4 separate regions of the Mus musculus genome follow, and all the other regions are linked to region 1. A link is a contact called in public ChIA-PET and HiChIP or PLAC-seq data. All regions are on one chromosome and are shown on one strand. The core of a region is the stretch at or near the end of the contact, and the rest is flanking DNA. Distances in the headings are between cores, read along the strand shown. Region 1 holds the start of Umps (uridine monophosphate synthetase). Region 2 overlaps Heg1 (heart development protein with EGF-like domains 1). Region 3 has its middle 24 kb from the start of Muc13. Region 4 overlaps Kalrn (kalirin, RhoGEF kinase).

Region 1 (3,164 bases), core at 329-2,828:
TAAAACTTCTGCTTTTTCTCCCAGTGGGGACACTGAGGTAATATGGTTGTCCTCTCTTTCCCCTCAAATATTTGAAAGCCTGGCAAGCTTTAAAAAAAAAATCCCATCAGTGGCCCAGCAAGATGGCTCATCAGATAACAGCGCTTGTCACCAGGCCTGAGGATTTGAGTGTGACCCACAGGCCTGCAGAGTGAATGCAGAGCTTCAGCTTCAGCTCCAGCTGGATCGCACAGGTTTATGCATACAGGTTGGTAGGAGGCTTGATCAGGCTTCCAGTGTCTGCAGGTGATGCACAGCTGGGAATGAGGCTGATCTATTGAGCATTCTGTCAATTAACAGCACACAGAGATGAACGTAGTTGTTGACCTAGCAAGAAGAACAAAGCATTTTAACATCTGAATTCTTATTTAATCAAGGCCTTACTGAAGTTGCTGGTAATGAGAAACAACTGTCAAGACAACAAATTTTACCTGTCATGGTGGTGAACACTTTTAATTCAAGCACCCAGGAGGCAGAGGCAGATGGATCTCTGTGAGTTCGAGGGCAATCTGAGCCTTCACTACATTGTGAAGTCTACATCAGGCTGGGTAACATAAGGAAGCCCTGTTTCAAACCCAAAACAAACGCTGGGATCTATGGGGGTTTCCACGCTGGGAGCTCAACACGATCTCTTTAGAGAAAACAAAGAGACAAAATGAAATCTCAGTCTGTTTGATAAGTGGCATTTCCTTAAAATAGGAAAATACAGTCAATCCCAGCACTTGAGAGGCAGGTGGATCTCTGAGTTCGAGGCCAGCCTGGTCTACAGAGTGAGTTCCAGGACAGCCAAGGCTATACAGAGAAACCCTGTCTCAAAAAAAAAAAAAAAAAAAAAAAAAAAGAAAAAAAGAAAAAAACAAACAAACAAACAAAAAGGAAAATACAGTCTTAGGGGATTATCATTATTATTAACACAGGCTCACTAGATACCTAGGTCAGCCTTGAACTTGGAATCCTCCCATTTCAGGTTCTTACATAGCTAGGACTACAGGAGTTCACTTAACCAGCTAAGGGTTTTGTAAACCAAATATGCTTGAGTTTTCAAACTGCCCAACATTCCCCTTCCAGTTAGCCAATAGATACTGTCAGTTGATCCTCCCTAACTGGCCCCACCCTTCTTCATCTGGTACACTTCAAGTGGTCTAAAGGAAGTTTGTCAGCCCCTGAGTGCACGGTGACCTGCTTCAGATTTCTATGTGCAAATTACTATGAAACTCTCCCACGCCAACTGCTGTAAAATTAATACAAGAAGGTAGCCACAGGCTCTGTCTTAGAGGATTTTTATTTTATGGAAAGAAACCCTGAGAGATTAGGGAAGTGGCTGTTAACAGTGACTGGATCAGATAAAGAAGCGCTCAGCTATAAACAAAACAAACAAAATAAAAAATGAACGAAGCCTACAGATCCCTCCGGGGGAAATCAGGCTTCGATCTAGCTTTCAGGTTTGAAAACCCACCTCCCCAACCAGGAAGCATCTAGAACACTCAATGAAGCCCGCGGCCCGGGCCGGAAAGGGGGGCGGAAGAGGCGGGACTTCTGGGTGACGTCACGGGCCCCAAGCCCCTCGGCTTCCAGAGCGAACTGAGCGCGCGAGAATGGAGGTCGCCAGCCAAGCCCTGGGCCCCTTGGTCACCGAGCTGTATGACGTGCAGGCTTTCAAGTTCGGGAGCTTCGTCCTGAAGAGCGGGCTCTCCTCCCCAGTCTACATCGACCTGCGGGGCATCGTGTCACGCCCGCGTCTTCTCAGTCAGGTACCAGCCCCGAGGGACGGGATGGCTCCGGGTGGCGGGAAAAGAGAGCAGGAGATGGCGGGGGTGGCCGAAATTGGGGACAAGGGAGAGCCACAGACCAGGCAGGCAAGCCCTCCCGACTGCTGGTCTGGAGAGTGTGGAGGAGCTTGGGGACCGGGAGCCTTCAGCTTCTTTGAGACCTTGTTTCTGGACCGATCGGTGTAGACACGTGTTTTGCGAGAGTCCGGGTGTCCTGTTGGGCTCTGGCCGGCGGAGAAGTCCTTGAGTGAGTTCTGTGTACCTAACCCCCAGAAAGTGACAATTAGGGAGGAAAGGAAAAGGCGGGAGGGTGGAGAAATTAGTAGCGGATCAAACGACTCGATTTAATAGTGCATGGCCAGTAGCAAGAAGTGAAAGCCATATGGTGGATACCAGAAAGGCAGAATTTTTTGGTTGGCAAGGGTAAAGTGTGCACTTAGAGGTTTCTAGCCTGTTGTTTCTCAAACCTCGTGTCGGTTGTCTGTGAGTCACCGCCAAGTCGGCCTTGAGGCAGTGCTTTCTAGAATAACAAGCCTCCAGCCGAACTGCATGCAGATGGCATTTAGAATAAAAGGTTAGAAATGGCAGGAAGTGTTGCTAGGGACTCTGTGTGGATTATAGATCATTGTGAAGTTTGTATTAGCGTTTATAGTGGGTGTGGGTGTGTGTCCAGGTGTGCACGTGCCGTGGTACACTTTCGAAGATCAGAGTGTGTTCTCGCCCTCCCTCTCTGTCTTGAGGGTTAAACGGATTGAACTCAGGTGGTCAGGCTGGGCAGAAAAACCTTTACCAGAGGAGCCAGTGTGCCTGCCAGAATTGTTAATAAATAAAGCACTGGGGTTGGAGTCAAAAGTTAAAGGTCCCACTTCATAGTGCTGCTCAAGGCCAGCCTGGGCTACATGAGAATTTGTCCCAAGACCAAACATACTAATGGAATAGTTAAAAGTTACTAGTGGCTACTTTGTTGCCTAGTGTAACTGTAGAATATTTCCATTATTTGCAGAGGTCTATCAAGACATAATATGTATGTAGCCAGGTATGGTGGTGCACATCTATAATTCCTGCATTCAGGAAGCTGAGGCAGGAGAATTGTGAGTTTGAGGTCAGCCTGGGTTGCACAGGGAGACCCTGTTTTTAAAAACCAACCCCTCTGCCCTCAATGTACTGTTCCTATCACATACTTAAGGTTTGTTTCTTGGGTACCCATTTTGCCTAAATTGTTGTGAGTAGATTGAAACCCTGATTGACGTGGTTTGAATTATTGGCTTTTCACCATCCAGAATCTTACTATGATTAGGAACCGTATTACCAAGAACTATCTAATTAAAATTTTAAAGAGGTTTATGTAAATAGGTG
Region 2 (3,164 bases), core at 334-2,833, 220 kb after region 1:
TCAGTGCTCTTTACCAGTGAGCCATCTCACCAGCCCAGTTTGGTTTTTCAAGACAGGGTTTTGCTCAGTGTAGCCCCGGCTGTCCTGGAACTCTCTGTAGATCAGGCTACAGACTGTTTAATCTCAGCAGCAGCCACAAGAAATCCCCATTGCAGGATGCCATGGACCACATTGCTACAGTATCATAGTAACTTCTTGGTGAGCGTGCCCAGAGAAACTTCTTGTGGGCCTCAATGCCTAAAAAGACCGGGATCTCCTGGCCCACACTAGTGTGCTTTCTGGACTTCGTGGGATCTGATCATGATCTTTCTGGTTAGTCTCTGATCTTAGACCTTGCATGGAAATGCATGGCCTTCCTGGGCAAATACACTATTTAGCTTTCTGCATGTTCCCTGTCCCTCCAGTCTCAACAAAGTAGCCAGTGTTCTCTTAATCCGACTTACCTCTTAAATAGGAACGTTTGCTGTCTTGGAACTCATAATTCTCCTGCTTCAGCGTCCCAAGGCTGATGTCACAGGTACATGAGACTATGTCTGTTCCCCACCCCCTTTTTTCCTGTGCCATACCTAAACAGCCAAATCTTTGATTGCTTTTTCTTTTTTTAAATAATAATGTATCAGAGTGTGGTGGTACATGCTTTTAATCCCAGTTGTCTATAGGCAGAGGCAGACAGGTCTTTGTGAGTTTGAGGACAGCCTAGTCTGTATTTTGATTTCCAGGCCAGCCAGAGCTACCCAGTAAGAAAGACCCTATCTCAAAAAGAAAATCACTTTATTGTAATGAAATTAGAAACAAAACCATCACTGGCTCAGCTACCTGCTGAAATACACACTTGATCTGATCCAAATCCTATACATTTCTGTAAACTTCAATACAGTTAGACCTTCTAGGCTGAAGCCGTAGAGCCTCACTTAGGGTTTTATACTTTAACTATCAGTTACATCTTTCATGCACTTATCCACCACAAAAAGGAGAAGTTCAACACAGCTGAAACTAGAAAAATAATTAGCTTTATGATCTCTTTCATGGTCCGTGCCCTTTTGCCTTTATTCTGACCCTCCTCATCCTTACTTGGTCTCCTTTCTAAATGTGATACTGCACCCACACTGACACTGTTTGCATGGTATACATTACAGGCCAGGGTCTGCATATAAGGGCAGAGAACATGTGGTTTGGTTTGGTTGTGTTTCTTTCTTAATTTGGGTGACCTTGCGTAACATTATACCTTCTAATGCCATCTATTTCCTGCAAATATTGTAACGTCATTTTCTCTACAGTTGAGTAATGTTCCATTTCATTTTGTGTATGCACCACATTTTTCATTATCCATTTACCTGTTGATGGACACCTAGGTTAGTTTCGTTTCCTTGTTATCATAAATGGAGCAACAATAAATATGGGCGTGTGAACATCTGTGCGGTAGGACACGGGCTTCTCTGCATAGATACCAGGAGTGAAATAGCTGACTCCTGTAGTCCTATTTTTAATCTTTTAAGGAACGTCTGAACTGATTTCCATACTAATGTACTGGTGTGAGCCCTCCCACCCCCACCCCCAGCAGCACCCCCACAGGGCTTCCTTTCCCACATCCTCTGACATTTGCTGTCAGATTTGTTGATGACAGCCATTTGACTGGGGTGAGGTGCTATCTCAAAGTGGTTTTAATTTGCATTTCCCTGATGACTAGGGATGCTGAACACCTCTTAATAAGTTACTGCCATTTGTGCTTCTTTTGTAAATGACTTTTTCATGTCATTCTCCCTGCCCAGTCAGTACCGTTTCAGGTTCATTTTTGTTTATTTTATTTTTTATTTTGTGTGTGTGTATGTGTGTGTGTGTACAGCTGTGTGTATGTTACAGAGCATGTGGAGGTCAGAGGTTAAGCCTCAGAAGTCAATTCTTTCTTATGGGATATGGGAATTGAGCTGAGTTCATCAGGCCCACATCCCTATCCACCAAGCCATCCTGCTGATCCCCTAATATGTAAAAACCTTGTTTCTTTACTTGAAATTTCTTTCTTTCTTTCTTTCTTTCTTTCTTTCTTTCTTTCTTTCTTTCTTCCTTCCTTCCTTCCTTCCTTCCTTCCTTCTCCCTCTATGTCTCTGTTTTTGTTTGTTTGTTATTTTATTAAAAAAATTTTTTTTAGATAGAGTTATTCTGTGTAGCCCTGGCTGTCCTAGAATTCACTCTGTAAACCAGGCTGGCCTTGAACTCACAGAGATCTGCCTGACTCTGCCTCCTGAGTTCTGGGGTAAAGGTGTGCACCACCACTGCCCAACTCATGATAAGAATTTCAATAGGTGTTTCAAATCCTTTATTCAGCAAGATAGAGTGTCAAGTCCTATTTTGAGATAAGATGAGGCTGAATCCCCTAATCTTTTTTTTTTTTAAATATTTATTTGTTTATTATATGTAAGTACATTGTAGTTGTCTTCAGGCATCCCAGAAGAGGGCATCAGATCTCATTACAGGTGGTTGTTAGCCACCATGTGGTTGCTGGGATTTATCCCCTAATCTTTGACACCCTGAGTTCTCTGCCTCAGGAAGGCAGGTCCTCCTCTATGGAACAAGCAGAGTGCTCCCCGGTTTTTCCTGGCCTGAGTAGAAAGCTTCATGCCCTCGCTCAGGTCCCCCTCCTACTATGGGCCTCTGAGGCATGCTCCAGTGGGAAGCCGATGAGGGATGACTTCAGGCTCAGACTACAGGAGTGCTCCAGGGAAGTGCTCCACAGGGACTGCTCACTACAGGAGTGCTCCACTGGGACTGTTCACCTCTCCACCCATCTCATCATCAAGGTAGGCTGATCTCATCAGTCCATTCTATTCTAAACACTTGTTCCTGAAGACATTTTTACATTTGTCTACCTCCCCAACCTCACGTGCTGAGCGGGGAGCTTTCCACGCCTGGCTGTCACCCAACTATGCACAAGGCCCATCTGTTGTCCAGCCTATGCGCTCGAGCTGACGGCTTGGGCTATTTTCATTTAACATCAAAAGAATCTTGACCACCCCCCCTCCGCCCCCAATGATATTTTTCTAACTGAAAGAACACAAGCTAGTGAGGTGGCTCAGTGGGTAAAGGCATTTACCTCCATGCCTGATGACCTGAGTTCAATCCTCAGGACCTACATATGGTAGAAAAAGAAGCAACGCTATTGGATTATC
Region 3 (3,164 bases), core at 428-2,927, 200 kb after region 1:
CAAACAAACAAAAAAACCAAACCACTTACACTCTCGTTTGCTTGTTGTAAGAGAAAGCCAATGGGAATCTTACTAATTTTATTGTATCATTGTTTGCTGACTAGAACGCCAGACTTAGAGTGGATATAAGTATAAAAAATAACCAAATTCTTACAAATAACACATTGCTACTACAGTACTGAATAATTATTGGAGGTGACATTATAATACAACTTTAAATAACATTCTCATGATGGGTCTCACACAGTCAACCTGGGTGTCAGCATTAAAGGTATACAGAACAAGATCCAGGACAAACAGAACGGAGTTTGTACTGCAGCCTCATCCCCGTTTACCTGTAACACCAGCAACACACATGCATCACAGCAACTCATGGCAAACTGTCCTTTTCTCTGTAGAGCAGGCCTAGGTAATGCCCAGAGTTAAGGGAGTCGGTTCAGTTCCCCTGACAAACTGGCTCCGCCCCATCACTATTTTTTACCCTGTTGAGGAACACACATTCCTCAACAATTCAGAACAAGGATATTGAGCCCATCATTTAAAATTATATAGCAGAATCTACCAGGCAGCCCCACTGGAAAAATGTTTTCTTTGAAGATGCCCATGTGACAGAGGCAGGCCAGGACCTGCCTCCTTTCAGACCTAAATGGTCCCCCTTTGGTTTCACAGGCTACTGTGCAGGCTAAAGTTTGCAACAGACATAAAGGGGTGTGACCTTGTGGAGACACCAAAGTACAATGAATTGATTGACATTCAATACTTTAATGTTCCTATTATCTTAACCTGTTATTTTAAAAAGAGTTTAAAGTGATTATTTTAACTTCAATGTTCCTATTGTGTTTTCTTCTTTGGGGATTTGAGAAAGGAAAAGAAAAGAAGAGAAAAGAAAAAAAGAAAAGAAAAGAAAAGAAAAGAACACATATTCCCAAAGGCAAGCTACAGAACCATTTCCGTAACCAAACATGCTGGAACAAGACTAGAACCTTGAACTGATACTGTCAAGAAGATATGAGAGGGCTGGGGGTGTGCAGATCCACAGGGCGGCACTTGTCTGGTATGCGCAAGGCCCTGGGGTCCACTCCTGACTCTACCCTCCCATAGAAGCAGAAGAAGAAAAAGAGCTTTCAGGGAAATAAACATTTCTATCTGCTGTAATGGACTGTTTTAAATAAAATATCAAAATGCAAAACCTTGTATTGTCCTTCTACCCAAAGAATTGCTTTGGTCTCAAAAGAAAAATGAACATAAATTTAGAAATATGGGTAAAGCCCCTAGTTTTGAGTGTGTTATGAAACACTAAGCCAAGAGCAACTTGGCTGTACAGCTTTACTGCTTTGGGCAAAGCCCCATAGTTATAGAGACCCATACAGGTCACTACTAGGCAAAGTGGCTTAAGGAGGCACCCAAAGGCCACACACCGGGGTGATGCTACCGTGCCCACTCTGGAACTTCACACCTGAATAGACAGCATCTTGGTAGACTTTCCTCCAGTCTCTTTCCAACAACACTGCTCTCCTCTACGGGCTGTCTTTTACGACTTCCTCTTTTAGACCACAATAGTCTAATAGTCAGCTCAGTCTTTGACCTCAAATACCACCAGGCAGCTTGACTGCTCTAACCGTACAGTAGTTCTGGTTCAACATGACTTAAGACGCTTCTAGAAGCAACCTCCCCAGTTAAGAAGATCACTCAGCACCTCAGACACTCAACTCCACCCCCAGCCCACATAGGTTCACACTTCTACTACGTGGGAGTCTGAGAATAAGGCAGGCAGCCCTCACAGGGTTGCCTCAGCCTGGCTGTTCATGTCAAAAACCCACCTAGACCACCCCCTTTCACTTCTGAGGGCCCAAGCCACGTACCAATATGCCTCTTGCCAACCACAAACCTGCCAGTATTTCCCTTTTTTTAAGACAGGGTGTCCTGTTCTTCAGGAAGGCCTTGAACTCCTGATCCTCCTGCCTCAACCTTCTGAGGGCTGGGGTTCTAAGAGTGTACCACTCTGCCCTGCTTATGTGGTTCCGAGGCTAAACCCCAGGGCGTTATACATGCTAAGCAGGCAGTTTGCCACAGAAACTACATTCCCATGCTTCTCCTCTGAGTGCTCAGCACTGGCTAACCCACATGCTGTAAGGCCAGATACCTACCTTACATGCATAGAGCCAGGCCCATGGTGGGAACACATGATGCTATTTCTCCTCCTAAGAAATAGGCCCCAGTAGTCATGAGCTGGCTCATGAAGTGAAAAAAAGAAAACAAACAACAAAAAAAAAAAAAACAACAAAACCAAAAAACCTTGGAGTTTTAGAGAGCTCAGGCTGGAACTAGGAAGACCCTCCTTTTTAACCCTGTTCCTGATGCCCCCAGGATAAACAAGTTCTACCTGGCCTGGATCTTCTCCATTTCATTATCTCCTAGGCAGTGTGGCTTTTCCCTTCTGCCTACTTCCCTTGTCATGGGAGCCCAATTCAGGACTGTGACACTTTTATGCACACAAATTATCCATTCTGAGCACTTCTGTCTAGCAAAGACTCTGCGTGTCCAGGCATGGGCTCAGCCTGTCTGTTCTGCTCATGGGTTGCTGGTGTCCTCTTGGGGCTCCTTCTGGATGTAACCCCAAGTAGGAGAGCACCCACACCCCCTTCATCCCAATGGTGGGCAGAGGCCTTTCTACCGAAAGCTTCTCCCCTACCTACAAATGGTAGACCCACTGTGAATGCACCCTTGTTTGGGGGCTCTCCTGGTGTTTTTCACAGTAATAAAAGAACAAAATGAAAACTTTCACTCCGTTCTATTTGGGCCAAACTTGTGAGTCAACAAGCAATTTTGGAACTCACAGGACACTTTTCTGGATGTTGGAATTCTTCCCAGGAACAGAGTACTTCATTCTGTGGGGCTTGAGGCTCCTGGCCCTGTACTCTTGACTCACCAGCTGGGAGTCTGCCCCCTTCACAGGTGTTCACCACCTGGGAGTTTGCCCCCTACACAGGTGTTCACCAGCTGTGCTGCCAGCTGAAGACATTAGAAGTGTCTGGGAACAGCCACCACACTGGCTCTTCCCATAGCAATGAGGCCTGGAACAAGCAGGAATACTGCCAGAAGGGCTAGAACCTGGCTACCTCGAAAGGGATCTGGGCTCAGGCAAGCAGAGCACAGGGGCTCAC
Region 4 (3,164 bases), core at 230-2,729, 140 kb before region 1:
GTCTCAGCAGCAGGTAGTTGTGGGCAACACCCCACAAAAGACAAAGACTATTGTGATTTCCAACTCCTGAAATCTGGAGGGGTTTTGTTTCGTTTTTTTAGTAACACACTCTGCCGTAGACCAAAATTCAGGCATGTGCCTCAATATTTCAAGCCCCTTGATGATTCTGATGCTCTGTGGGCTATGGGCTTAGCACCCCAAGCCATGAAAACTGTGACAGAATGCAGTGTGGCGTCCCATCGGGGTTTATCAAGACAGAGAATTTAGCAAGGAAGGGCAAAGCAGTTGGACTAACACATGGGCAAAGAGCTTGATAGATGCTTCGCCAGAGAAGACCCACAGGTACCAGTGCACTGAAGAGAGTCAGCATCTCTGCTCACCAGGGAAATGTAAATCAATGCTGTAATGGGATGCACTTAGATCTAATAAAATAGCTCTTAGTTATGGACACACCTCAGAAAATAGCAAGTGTCTGTAAAGATGTAAAAGAAGTTGTAATGTGGCTGGATGGCTGGGTGAGATATAAAATGTTACCATAGCTATGGAAAACACTGTAGGAAGTCCCAATATGTGTATGTAAATTATATATATATGTATATATATGTGTGTGTGTGTGCATATATACATGTATATGTGTATGTGTGTGTATATATGTATATGTGTGTGTGTATATATATATATAATTTATGACCCAGTAATCCCACTTCTGGAAGCATTTTGAAATCAATTGAAAGCAGAGACACAAACATATCTACACACTCATGTTCATAACATTGCTCATAGCATAGCAGCTACAGGTGCCCATGGACAAAAGAACACACAAAGTATGGCCTGCGAACAATGAACATTATTCAGCCTTAAAAAGGAGGAAAATCTGACACCAGCTTCCATCATGCACAGACCTTGGGAACATTATGCTAAGTAAAAGGACCCAGTCACGGAGACCAGTAGTCTATTATTTCACTTACATGGCTACTTTGAATAGTCAACTTTACATAGGCAAGAGGCAGCATGGTGATTTCCAGGGACAGGGAAGGAAGTGATGGGCAGTTAACTGTTCAGTGGGTGCAGTTTCAGTTTCCCTTCTGGAGCCCTTTGGTTGGCCAACACGCTGAATGCACGATTCTCCTAAGGTTAAACACCGTTTAAAGTCAACGTGCCTTATGGCATAGGGGTGTGTGCTTACAAACAATGAAGATTTAGTTAGCCCTGGATTCTTGGGCCCAGGCTGCAAAACCCCATCTAGGTCCCTCTCTACCATGATACATGGTGTGTGTGTGTGTGTGTGTGTGTGTGTGTGGTTTTTTTCTGTCCCTGGGTGCCTTCTTCCAGCTAAGTCTGGAATTCTGAAGAAGTGTCATAAAATACACTTGGGTGTTCAGGGAGCTGGAGCAAAGGGCAGCAGCCCAGGTGGCCCTGGCTGGATACAGGCAATTCTGTCTCTTGGACTTACCTGACAGTTTCCACTGTCATAACCTAGCTGACCTCAGGGACACTCACCCAGGCTGTGGGTAAATACTGCCAGTGGCCTGGGGACAGAGAACAAGGCTGTGAGAATTGACATCGCGGTGTAAATCTTCATCCACTTAAAAACAGCACCACCTTCACTTTGTTGAGTTCCTCTGGACCAGTTTTAGGGCTAAAGCTTTCATAGCAATAAATTATATTTTGCTCGTTTTATAGACTAGGTGACTTGCCCTGGCTGCTTAGCTCCCAGATGGTGCCCTCAGGGCCTGGCCTTCCCTTCGGCTCAGCATCCTCCCAAGGCTGAAGGCATCAGAATTTAGTGAGCTCTTTAACTTTAGTGGGCTTCCATCTGCGGCTCCCTGAGTTGAACAGTACTTGGATGAGGATTTAGACAGCACTGGCCCCACCACAAAGGCCACACCAGCCAGACATGGCAGCTCAGGCTGGTAACCCTGGCACTCGAGAGACAAAGGCAGGAAGATCACTGAGGCTAGCCTGGGCTAGAGAGCAGGGTCCTGCCTCCAAACGACAAAATAAAACACACTGCAGCATACGTTTCCGACTCCCCCTCTCACTTCTGACATTAAATTCTCCCCCCACCCCAAAAAAGGGAAGCAAGCAGAGATAGATTGTGTCCTGTGTGTTTGTCTGTCATGTGGGGAAGTCAGGGTAGCAGGGACCAGAGGCCACTGTTTACACTGTACCTGTGGTCCAGAAGTGAAGAAGGTATATGCTGGTACTCAGCTAGCTCTCCCTTTCTTTTGAGTGCAGGACCCAGCTCATCAAATAGCGTTGTCCACTGTTAGGGCGGTTTCCCCCCTCCATTACCTAATGTGAGATGGTCCCACAGACAGCACCAGAGGCTGGTTTTCTTGCTGATTCTACAGCCTGTCCAGCTGACATCAGTATTAACTGGGAACTTGATCTACTATGAAGTCTTGGGGCAGAACTTATCTGCCTCTGACAGGGGCCACCCTAGCCTTGAAGCTGTTGCAGTCTGCCCAACAGACAGCACATTCCACCACTGAAATCCCAGATGCCAAACCCCCAAAAGTTGAGGATCTCTCTCCTGGTCTTGTTGGTATCCAATCCAGAGAGTTAATGGTTCTGGCCTTTGCCTTAGTCCAGAGCCCCAGCAATGAAATAGTTGTCCACAGTTAGGGCAGTCTTCCCACCTCCATTAGCCTAATGTGAGATGGTCCCTCACAGACCAGGGCACCCTCTAAAGGCCTGATCTCACACACACACACACACACACACACACACACTTTTTGGTATAATAACCTTGGGTTTCATATTACTCTGCCATACCTAAAACCATAAGAAACTAAAAAGGCATAAAGGATAGTCTAAAAACAATTCCTTTGGGACATGAAGCAACTGGTTACAAACTGCAGCTAGCTGTCCTCCAGTCCCTCTTTATTTGTACAAGTTATATGTGAATTTAGAGTCCGCTGCCTCATGGAATCTTGGGAGCGTGATGCATGAGTGGACAGTGGGTTCCTGCACTACCCATACGATCTCACCCCACGATAACACTGCCTTTATACTACACCTGCAGTAAAAAAACAGTCAGGTGGTTTGGTCCCAGTCTGTTGGGGAAGCGGCTCGAACTGTGACAGAAGCTCTTGGGAGGTGGAAGCAGGAAGATCGGAAGTCCTGGGCAATCCTGGCTACACAGCAAGTTCAAGCTCATC

The links. ChIA-PET counts read pairs in DNA pulled down with a chosen protein or histone mark. HiChIP or PLAC-seq counts read pairs in DNA pulled down with a chosen protein or histone mark.
Region 2: an RNA polymerase II ChIA-PET map of effector CD8 T cells shows a contact between it and region 1, with 29 read pairs. The contact joins the enhancer-like site here to the promoter of Umps in region 1. A contact is called at or near these places in 9 of 39 promoter capture datasets (the 3T3-L1 cell line, the C10 cell line, HPC-7-derived erythroid cells and 5 more), 4 of 15 datasets of contacts at CTCF or cohesin (the G1E-ER4 cell line, large pre-B cells, pro-B cells and 1 more), 95 of 484 Hi-C or Micro-C datasets (the 3T3-L1 cell line, the 63-12 cell line, B cells and 53 more), 19 of 115 datasets of contacts at active chromatin or transcription factors (the 230-238 cell line, the HPC-7 cell line, acute myeloid leukemia and 10 more) and 3 of 9 other capture datasets (adipose tissue, embryonic stem cells and liver).
Region 3: a contact with region 1 is called in an RNA polymerase II ChIA-PET map of memory CD8 T cells, with 45 read pairs. The contact joins the enhancer-like site here to the promoter of Umps in region 1. A contact is called at or near these places in 2 of 39 promoter capture datasets (the 3T3-L1 cell line and cranial neural crest), 19 of 484 Hi-C or Micro-C datasets (B cells, the C10 cell line, CD4 T cells and 8 more), 16 of 115 datasets of contacts at active chromatin or transcription factors (the 230-238 cell line, the HPC-7 cell line, the SCID.adh cell line and 9 more) and 3 of 9 other capture datasets (adipose tissue, liver and pancreatic islet).
Region 4: an H3K27ac HiChIP or PLAC-seq map of extraembryonic endoderm stem cells shows a contact between it and region 1, with 6 times the contacts expected there. The contact joins the enhancer-like site here to the promoter of Umps in region 1. A contact is called at or near these places in 6 of 39 promoter capture datasets (3T3-L1-derived adipocytes, HPC-7-derived erythroid cells, embryonic stem cells and 3 more), 2 of 15 datasets of contacts at CTCF or cohesin (the NIH/3T3 cell line and embryonic stem cells), 25 of 484 Hi-C or Micro-C datasets (the G1E-ER4 cell line, the HPC-7 cell line, cerebellar granule neurons and 11 more), 30 of 115 datasets of contacts at active chromatin or transcription factors (the HPC-7 cell line, the NIH/3T3 cell line, T-cell acute lymphoblastic leukemia and 20 more) and 3 of 9 other capture datasets (adipose tissue, liver and pancreatic islet).

What each region holds. Positions count from the first base shown.
Region 1 is chr16:33,965,452-33,968,615 of GRCm38.p6, reverse strand. It overlaps Umps (uridine monophosphate synthetase), which reads left to right and starts at 1,578. Exons shown (of 6, transcript NM_009471.3): 1 at 1,578-1,790. The coding sequence starts at 1,635.
Region 2 is chr16:33,746,015-33,749,178 of GRCm38.p6, reverse strand. All of the region lies in intron 10 of Heg1 (heart development protein with EGF-like domains 1), which reads right to left. Among named protein-coding and RNA genes, the nearest start is that of Muc13, 47 kb to the left of the region's middle. Within about 2 kb of position 1,583, at least 36 of the 459 cell types and tissues checked have an H3K27ac peak or open chromatin away from gene starts, as enhancers often do. A contact at or near this core is called in the 63-12 cell line, B cells, the Ba/F3 cell line and 8 more, where this site is marked.
Region 3 is chr16:33,768,449-33,771,612 of GRCm38.p6, reverse strand. It overlaps a transcript of Heg1 not described here. Among named protein-coding and RNA genes, the nearest start is that of Muc13, 24 kb to the left of the region's middle. Within about 2 kb of position 1,677, at least 105 of the 459 cell types and tissues checked have an H3K27ac peak or open chromatin away from gene starts, as enhancers often do. A contact at or near this core is called in the 230-238 cell line, B cells, the G1E-ER4 cell line and 4 more, where this site is marked.
Region 4 is chr16:34,109,331-34,112,494 of GRCm38.p6, reverse strand. All of the region lies in intron 34 of Kalrn (kalirin, RhoGEF kinase), which reads left to right. Among named protein-coding and RNA genes, the nearest start is that of Gm41448, 9.2 kb to the left of the region's middle. Within about 2 kb of position 1,479, at least 39 of the 459 cell types and tissues checked have an H3K27ac peak or open chromatin away from gene starts, as enhancers often do. A contact at or near this core is called in acute myeloid leukemia, bone marrow-derived dendritic cells, bone marrow-derived macrophages and 5 more, where this site is marked.